2 separate regions of the Mus musculus genome follow, and region 2 is linked to region 1. The links are chromatin contacts, called in public Hi-C maps. All regions are on one chromosome and are shown on one strand. The core of a region is the stretch at or near the end of the contact, and the rest is flanking DNA. Distances in the headings are between cores, read along the strand shown.

What was found. A called contact is a pair of places that touch in the nucleus more often than the background predicts.
Region 2: a contact with region 1 is called in a Hi-C map of embryonic stem cells, with 2.1 times the contacts expected there. The contact joins two enhancer-like sites. A contact is called at or near these places in 4 of 484 Hi-C or Micro-C datasets (all in embryonic stem cells), 7 of 115 datasets of contacts at active chromatin or transcription factors (all in embryonic stem cells) and 1 of 9 other capture datasets (embryonic stem cells).

What each region holds. Positions count from the first base shown.
Region 1 is chr14:91,474,868-91,479,975 of GRCm38.p6, forward strand. No RefSeq gene overlaps it. Among named protein-coding and RNA genes, the nearest start is that of Gm33246, 790 kb to the left of the region's middle. Within about 2 kb of position 3,829, at least 7 of the 459 cell types and tissues checked have an H3K27ac peak or open chromatin away from gene starts, as enhancers often do. A contact at or near this core is called in embryonic stem cells, where this site is marked.
Region 2 is chr14:91,653,946-91,658,448 of GRCm38.p6, forward strand. No RefSeq gene overlaps it. Among named protein-coding and RNA genes, the nearest start is that of Gm24127, 710 kb to the right of the region's middle. Within about 2 kb of position 2,341, at least 5 of the 459 cell types and tissues checked have an H3K27ac peak or open chromatin away from gene starts, as enhancers often do. A contact at or near this core is called in embryonic stem cells, where this site is marked.

The DNA of each region.
Region 1 (5,108 bases), core at 2,579-5,078:
TCAACCAAAATTAATTTCAACTGAGTAAAGTTGAAAAACTTATGCAATGTATAAGACTGAATGCAGTGTATAAAACTGAAAACTTTATGGATTATATTGCCAACTATTTGAAATGATTTTATTTGTGTTTCTGCACAACTGACTCTATAAATCTATCACTCCTGATCAAAGTTGAAGAGAAAGCTACAATCTTTAGAATGTTGGTACTAAAATTTATTAAGTTCATCCATTTAAATAAAGATATACTAAATATTCATTTTTCTACATTGAAACTAATTTTGACATGATTATAATGATTAATAAAATAAAAGGGTGTCATATAATATTATGAGAATAAAATAATTTGTTAAAATTAGTAAATCTTAAAAGAAATATATGTATTGTTTAATACCTACTTCTTAAAGTGTTGAGGTACATGCTTTTATGCATTTTCATTATTTATAAAAATTATGATATTTGAATTTTATATATCTGTACAAATATATATATTGGTGGTTTAAAATTATTCATGTGTGAACATAAACACACATACACATGGACACACACAAACATACTAAAGATACCTAAACAAAGATACTATTAAAACCCTGGTTTTACTGTAGTGTAGATGCCAACACAAGGTTATTAAATCACATCTTGAATATCATATTTATTAAATAACATAATAATTTCAAAAAATATATAAATCCATAAATAAATCACTATAGTACCTGTGTAACTAAGTATTCTGGTCTCTCTTCTACAAATCCCAACTTGCCATTTGCTTCTGCTAGGTACTGGTTACTTCTGGTAAATACCATGTGATTCTATGCAAGTTTGTGGTGCACTATACCTAAGACTATGGATTGCATGTGGTTTGGTGATGGGGACCAAGTGTGGAACAGAAACTGAAGGAAAGACCATCCAGAGACAGCCCCACCTGGGGATCCATCCCCTATACAAATACCAAACCCGTACATTATTCCGGATGCCAGTAAGTGCTTGCTGACAGGAGCCTGATATAGCTATCCTCTGAGAGGTTCTGCCAGTGCCTGGCAAATACAAAGGCAGCTGCAACCCATAGGAGGAACACCAATATCAACGAAACAGATGCTCCACCCAACCCTGAGCACCCAGGAACTAAACCATGAACCAGAATGGTACCCATGGCTCCAGTTGCATGTGTGGCAGAGGACGGCCTTGTCAGACATCAATGAGAAGAGAGGCCCTTGGTCCTGGGAAGGCTCCATGCTCCAGTGTAAGCAAGTGACAGGGCAGGGAGACAGAGTGGGTGGGTAGGAGAGTGAAAACACCCTCATAGAAGTAGGGGGAGAGAGGATGGGATAGGGGGGTTCTGGAGGATAAACTGTCCAATAAAAACAAACAAACAAACAACCATCATAAGTAATATTTTAACATTTTTTCCCATAACTAAACCAAGTACAGTTTTATTTTAGAACTGGGAAGAATATTCAGTACCTGTGAAAGAAAATCCCATTTGATTCATTTAAGTAAACATCACTGCATATAAAAAGAAGAGTGTAACGATTACTCCACTGTTCGCCTTCCTTCCAATGGGTCAGACAAGTTGCCTCCGCTCAGGACGGAGACCTGCCAAGCTCAAGATGAGCAAGGGACAAGCTTCACAGCCATGCAGCTGCCAGCCCATCAGGGAGGCTGAGGGCTCTAAAGCAGAGATACCTAAGGCAGGGAGAATGCACAGGAGGAGCAGGTTTCCCTGCCTGTTTTGAGGAGGCAACCCAGAAGCTTTGGCTGAGCCCTTGCAGCTGAGTGGCCCCAAGTTAGCAACTCCGTGGGAAGAATTGATAAGGCATACACCCTAGGTCCAAGCAGAAGCTCCCATCAAAGATACCATTGATAAGCCTTCTGCCCTGCTTGGAGGCTATCTTAAACTGCCACAGAGGCTTTTAACATCCACAAGGTCTCCTGAATGATTCCTGTTCCATGATTGTCAAGAGGCTTATTTTATTTTATTTTATTTTATTTTATCTTATTTTATGTTCTGTAAGGTATCCACTTTCCACACAAAAACTTCCACTCAGAATGAAAACTGTATGGTGCTTGCATGCGAAGTCTTTGGATTATTATTTTTTAAATTATTTTATTTATTTACATTCCTGCCTTTGACCCATCCCACTTCCCTTCCCATAGTTCCTCATCCCATTCTTCTACCTCATTCCTTCTGAGAGGGTGCTCTCCCCTCCTAGGAGACCTCCCCCTTCTCTGTGGCCTCAAGTCTCTCAAGGGTAAGGAGCATTTTCTCACACTGAGACCCAATCCTCTGCTATATTTGTGCTGGCTGGGACAAGCTCCTGTATACTGCTTGGTTACCAGGATCTGGGTGAGTTGAAACTGGGCCTCTTTCTATGTGGTTGCTTTCACCTTTAGCATCTTCAATCCTTCTAGTAAATCAACCATAGGGGTCCCCTACTTCAGTCCAAATGGTAGACTTCCTTTATACAAATGATGAACAAGCTGAGAAAGAAATTAGGGAAACAACTTCCTTCACAAGAGCCACAAATAATTTAAACTATCTTCGTGTAACTTGTACCAATCAAGTGAAAGATATGTATGACAAAAACTTCAAATCCTTAAAGAAAGAAATCGAGGATGTCAGAGCTCACAGATTGGTAGAATTAACAAAGTGAAAATGACCACCTTTCCAAAAGATTCAATACAATCATCATCAAAATTTGAACACAGTTCTTCATAGACATGGAAAGAGCAATTCTCAGCTTCATATGGAAAAACAAAAAACCTAGGATAGACAGAACCAATTCTGAAAAATAAAAGAATTTCAGGAGGAATCAGCATCCCAAACCTCAAGCTGTACTACAGAACAATAGTGATGAAGAGTGCAACTGCATGGTATTGGTACAGAGTCTGGTAGGTCACTCAATGGAATAGAACTGAAGACCAGGAAATAAACTTGATTTTGACAACGAAGCAAAAACCCATAGTGGAAAAAGAAAGGATCTTCACTAAATGGTGCTGGTCTAACTGGTGGCCTGTATGTAGAATAAGGCAAATTGATCCATAGTTATCACCTTGCACAAAGCTCAAGACCAAGTGGACCAAGGACCTAAACATAAAACCAGATACACTGAATCTAACAGAAGATAAAGTGGAAAAGAGCCTTGAACTCCTTGGCACAGGGGAAATTTTCCTGAGTTTTCCAGGCTCAGTCTCTAAGATCAGTAATTGATAAATGGGACCTCATGAAACTGAAAAGCTTCTGCAAGCCAAATGTCACCAACATTAGGACAAATAGGAAACCTGCAGAATGGGAAAATATCCTCACTAACACTATGCTATGCCCACTCCAGTGAAGTCTGCTTGAGAGGCCAAAAGTCCTGGAAGCACTCATGAGGCAAAGAGTTTCAAGGAAACTGTGCCTCCTGGGACCTTGGCATTCCCATAGCCCTTATACTCAAACCTTGTCCCGCTTTAGTCTGGTGTATGGATCCATGTGCTCTTTTTCAGCATTGTTTTATTATAAGTACCTTTAAGGATTGATTTTTGACATATAGATAAGCCTCCACCAGTGTTCCAATGTCCTAGAAAGTCCTTGAAGCTGATGGTGATCTTGGAATTCAGTAAGAAGGTTACCTATTTATAACATTCAAATTCACTTCGAGTAGAGACAGTGAAAATAAGCAGGCATTACAAAGAACAGAGCTAGAAAAGCTCAGAGCTAGTCTGCATAGTAATTACTTAGGACAATAGCCGAGTCACACCCAAACACAGGAATACACAATGGCCTAGAAAATGGGTGGATATGGTGCAGGTTTCTTCCTGATGCCCTGAGGAATAGCATAATAAGGTATTTACTAAAGAACCCTTGGTGGTAGGTTTAGCAATAGACTAGCATTACATCAGAGCATTCACCTGGTGCCTGTGTTTAGCTGATCTTTTAAATTAAGTGGTAAACGCCTGGTTCCTGCCATCTTTTGATGTATGCATTCCTTTCATTTTGTGTCACTGTAACTTGTCAGATGGTTTGCCAGGCTCTTCTTGTTTTTCTTCTGTATAAAAAAGTCTGGTGTTCATTTGGACATGACATTCAGATCCAACACACTCTCTCATGTCTGCATCTGTCCGAGACCCTGATTCTCACGGATTGAGGGGGGGTGGGGCGATTGAGCCCAGTCCATGGAAACACTACATCTGACTGAGGGCTAATATCCAAAATATAAAAAGAACTCAAGAAGATAACCTCCTAACACAAAACAAACAAAAACCCCAAATATACCAAATTAAAAATGGGGTATTAGAGCTAAAAAGACAATTCGCAACAAAAGAATTTCAAATTTCAGAAGCATCTAAAGAAATGTTCAAAGTTCTTAGTCATCAGGATAATGTAAATGAAAATGACCCTGAGAGTCTTCCTCATACCAATCAGAATGGCTATGATCAAAAACTCAAATGACAGCTCATGCTGGGGAGGACATGGAGAAAGAAGAACACTCTTCCATTGCTGGTGGAATTGCCAACTGGTGCAACCACTCTGGAAATCAATCTGGAGGTAACTCAAAAAATTGGAAATAGTTCTACCTCAAGACTCAGCTATCCATTCTTTGGATTCTTAAGATAAAGTTATGTCGATGAATTTTCTTGTGGAAACTTGATGCTATTAGTAAGAGAGAGAATAAGCAGAAATATAGGCTTATAATTAGAAACATATTGTCCTCTCCTTAGGAAAGGAAAAAAAAATTTCCAAACAAAAATTAAGGAAGGCTTATGAAATATATCAAAAAGACTTGGTTTATCAAAGAAGGAAAATTCTAGGAAAATACTATCACACGAAAAACATATTTCCCTTATTACATACAATCTTTTTATAGTTGTAGATTATGAAAATATAGAATGTAATATATTTAACATACTAAAATCTTATTAATTGTTGAATAATTTTATATATTTCTTTTAATATTTGAGTATAAATTATTCACAAAATACTTATTCCTTTCTTTAATTCCATATTAGTACTTTTAAATTTTAATTTGACGTAAATTTAAATTTCAAATAAAGAGTAATAATGCTATACATATGTAGTACTTCCAAAAGAAAAGCAAAGTTGTATTACATTATTCACAACAATCTAATGC
Region 2 (4,503 bases), core at 1,091-3,590, 180 kb after region 1:
TCTGTGGTCATGGTGTCTTTTGATGAAGACAATAGAAAACAATCCCATTTCTTATGACATTTTTTAGATATTCTTACTCCTATTATAACCTCTACTTCTCTTCTACATATTTCTCCTCCTGTCTTCCCGATCTAAGACAACATCTCTCTATTTCCCATTTTCCCTTTCAAATCACTTATAACCTGGAATATATGTCTCTATTGTAACCTGACACATGCTCCCTTTGTATTTCTACATATACTCCAAGTTACATATTCATGTATGACCTTGGAACTAGGAATACAGATGAGATTTACAGATAAGTGATGGTTTTACTTCTGGGTCTGAATTACCTCACTTAATATGTTCTTTTCTAGATCTGACACATTTCCTGATTACATGTTGCTTTTCAGCTGACTAACACTTTATATATGTACCACATATTTATTATATATTCAATACTTGAAGGGAATTTTGGCTCTTTCTAATTTTTGGCAATTGAGAGTAGAATGGCACTTAAGAATGCTGAGCATGAATCTGTAGAGCAGGAATGAGAAGTCCTCATTCATTTTCTGTCAGTTGCAAATTGGACCACTGACTCTGAAACATCAATGTGGAATATCCTCAAAAGAGAAGGTAAATCCAATGCCCAGAAGAAGGTGGCCAACACAGAAGGGATGTTTGGTGGTTCTTTGTCCCATGATTTTGTATTAGGGCACTTTTAATTTGTTTTGTGTTTTGTCTTAACATGAGAGTTACATTTTGTATGTATTGTAGCTTTTGTTTTTGTGCTTTTTTTATGGATTCCTATGTATGCAGCCATGCGTTCCCTGAATCTATATGTGTTTCTACTGTTTCTTTTGTTTTCTTGTTTAGAACTATTCTTATATTTTACTTTTATTTTTTCTTTTATCGATTTTATTTTAGTTTATTATTGTTTCTTAGATGTATGCTTGGATTCTGTGGAAAGACAGAAATGTTGTGGATATGGAAGAAAATGGAGGAGAGATGTGGGCATAATTAGGGAAGAGGAAAGCATCCTGATATTATAGTGTATGAAAAAAATCTATTTTCAATAAAAGAGGGGGAAAAGAGTTAAAATGAATCTACCATCTGACAAAGCTAAACTACTCCTCATTATACACCCTATGGAAGGACATGTTTTCATAAGATCTCTATTCCAGTTTATGGGGTGGGGGATGAGGGGGTGCTCTTCACTCAAAGTATTAATTTAAGACTTTGTCTTATGAGCAAACAAAATTTCATTCTCTATAATCACTGCTGGGCTTTTGTAAATATCTTTGAAGTACATTGCATCTGAATGTGCCTCTACTGCCAATAGTTATTGTTTAGTAGCTTTCTTTTAAAATGCTTTATCTAAGATAGGTCATAAATCTCTTGCTGTAATGTGTTGCGATAGTTGATTTCAAATATCAGATCATATACTAGTTTTCTAGAAACAAATTTTGTATTGCAAGAAAATAAAATTTTGTTTTAAAACACAAAACAACATTAGAAATAAAAAAAAATGGTTTCTTTATCTGTTTCCATTGAAACCTAAGGAGGGTTAAAATATTCCTTGGAAAATTACCTTTAGTATTATATATTTAAATTATTTTATAAACTGTAGAATAGGTTGTAAAGCTTTAAGATGCAAAACTTCAGTGGGTTTTAGTATTATAATAAAATGCAATTTTGCTATTAATCATATCAATACTTTGTTTATAAAATCATATATATATATATATATACATATATATATATGAAAGATGGAAGGTGCTATTATTGTTGATAGAAGAACCTTTACATGATGAAACAATATAGCAACGTTTACAACTTCAGTTACAACCATCTTTTTCAGATAAACATAAAAATCTGAATAGCCTATTGTCCTAAATAAACAGATAATCAAATGTATAAATGTAAATGCTTTAGTTTGACTTAATTTTGCAACATAAAATTTTCTAATTTTAAGGATTCAATCACTTTCTCCCTTCAGAGGTCAGGCCATCCTGCAGACAAGGAGAGGAAAGACTTCCGAAGTGGGAGGGGATCAAGGACACCAGGAGATAGCTCAAGGTATCAGCCGAGCAGGGCTTATGTGGCCTCACAGAGTCTGTAGCAGCAAATGTTGTGCTTGCATTTATTTACATCAGGTCCTGTGTGTTATGTTGTGGCTGTTAGTTTGGTGATTTCCTGGGACTCCTAAAAGTGGGAGCAGTTGTAACCTTCCCTCAGCCTGAAGCTGGAGGAGCCAGACCTTGACCTTGCTGCCACTAAGGAGATTACCTAGGGTGGAGCCTGCCTCCCTAGATCACTTTATTGTTCAGCCACAGTTGCTGTTCCTCTTCAAAATACTGCTACCTGCTGGGAGGCCACCTAGCTATTCCTGAGACCACACCCTATCCTGCAGGTCATCACCTGTAGCTGGTTCTAGGCTCTAAGAATGAATTGGCAGGAATGGGCCTGCCCCCCACCTTTATAAGTGCATTCACCATTAAACATTTGAGCCTTGATCAGAACATTGTCTTGGCTCCATTTCTCTCTCTTTCACCTATTTTTCCTCTCTTTCATCCACAGTTTGCCTCCCAGGTGAAACTCAGTTCATGTGAGCCACTGGCCGGTTCTCAACAGTACCTCTGACTCTTTAGCCTGACCTTGAAGCATTTACTTCCTATTTGACTGCTTTGTCCAGACCCAATATGAGACATCTTTAATTTTAATTATATGTGACATTCCTGAGATTCTTGATAAATGTAGAATTTGATTCAGTATATCTGAATTTTTCTTGCCTTTTATTGTATCCTGTTTTGTTTTATTTGGCTGTTGTCTCTTGGGGGCAGCTTTGTGTGTTGATAATTTTATCAACCTTAAAACATTAAAAGATATTAGCATATATTTATGAAAGAAAAGGCTTGCATTTTGGAGCTAAAATGGAAGTTGATTAATGTATTGAAATGCAATAACTTTAAAATCTTTATGTACCACTTACTTTATGTTCAATTTATTTCTATCTCATATTCTTTGATAGTTAGTTTTAATATTAAGTAGGTAAAGATAAACTTAACTAGTAAATACATACAATAGCTTTGTTTCCTGCTGAAGGATCTAGAATTTCTAAAGCAAGAACAGGAACAGAGATTAGGTATTTGTTATAAATACAGAGTGTTGGGCTCCAACCAGATATTCTGAATTAAATTCTACATTTTGTCAAGAATCTCAGGAATCCTACATATAATTAAAATTGAAGGTGTACACTTTTATTTGTAAAGGTTCTATAATCAGAATAAAATAACTTCATGAAATATGGAAATTTAGATTGAAGTTTAGAGTTCAATGAGAAGATGCCACATTTTGTTTTACAAGAATGCAATTGAAATGGCACATGGAATTAAATATGCAGAAGCTATATGTACATATACAGAAATTATGTATACATGAAATTAAGTATACATGTACTATATGTGCATGTGTGTCTCTTTATACAGACACACATGCATGCACACATCATTATACACCCATGAGTTCACGTGCACAAGTATACACAAAAACACACACACAAAACACTCACACAATCATATACACATACACATATGTTCACATACAAATCTCAGTGCCATCAGAGGAAGACCAAGGTCTAAACATCATTCTTTCTTGTGTCCATTTTAGCTGCCACAAGCATAGCAGTAATTCACAATTATAATATTCCTTTGGAAATATTTGGGAATATTAATAGTAAAACAATTTTCTAATCCTATGTTTTCAGCCATTTATGAAACTAGGAAGACACTTGCTAAAGTTCTGCATGTGATCATCCAAGCTATTTATCAGTTTTATTCATCACACAACTCAATGTCTGTGTTAGGAATGCTACTAATGTGATGAAACATCATGACCAAAAGAAACTGAGGAGGGAAAGGTATATTTCACTTGACACTTTCACAAAATTGTTCTTCACTGAAGGAAATTGAGTCAGGAACCTGCAGGCAGGAGCTGATGCAGAGGCCGCACAGGTGTGAAGCTTACGGGTTTGCTCTTGAGAGGCTGTTCATTATGGTTTCATATAGAAACCAAGAAGGCCAGCCAAGGATTCCCATCACTCAAAGTGGGCTGAGCCCTACAGGCTTGCCTGCCTATCGAGCTCAATCTTATGGAGACACTTTCACAAGAGAATTTCCTTCTGCTCAGATGTTTTTAATTATTGCCAAGCTGACATAAAGCTATCCAGGAAGCCCACATGTGTTACTGCAATGGTCATGGCAATTATTTTACAGAAATTATTTTATTCTCTGATAAGGGGTCAGACTTTCTCTTTTTAGCTCTTAACACATTTTCCAGAAATCCTTGTATTCAAGAATTCAGAAATTCTTGTAAAGTCAGAAAGGCTCTTTTTTCTCTTAGTTCTTTTCCTGTGACGATATCCTCAGCTTGGAAGACAGAAAGGACAAGAACTCATGAAGCAGTACATGAAAATTATATTGGGTTAAGTAAGTACTAGGGGAAAAAATCCTATGACAACTAAAA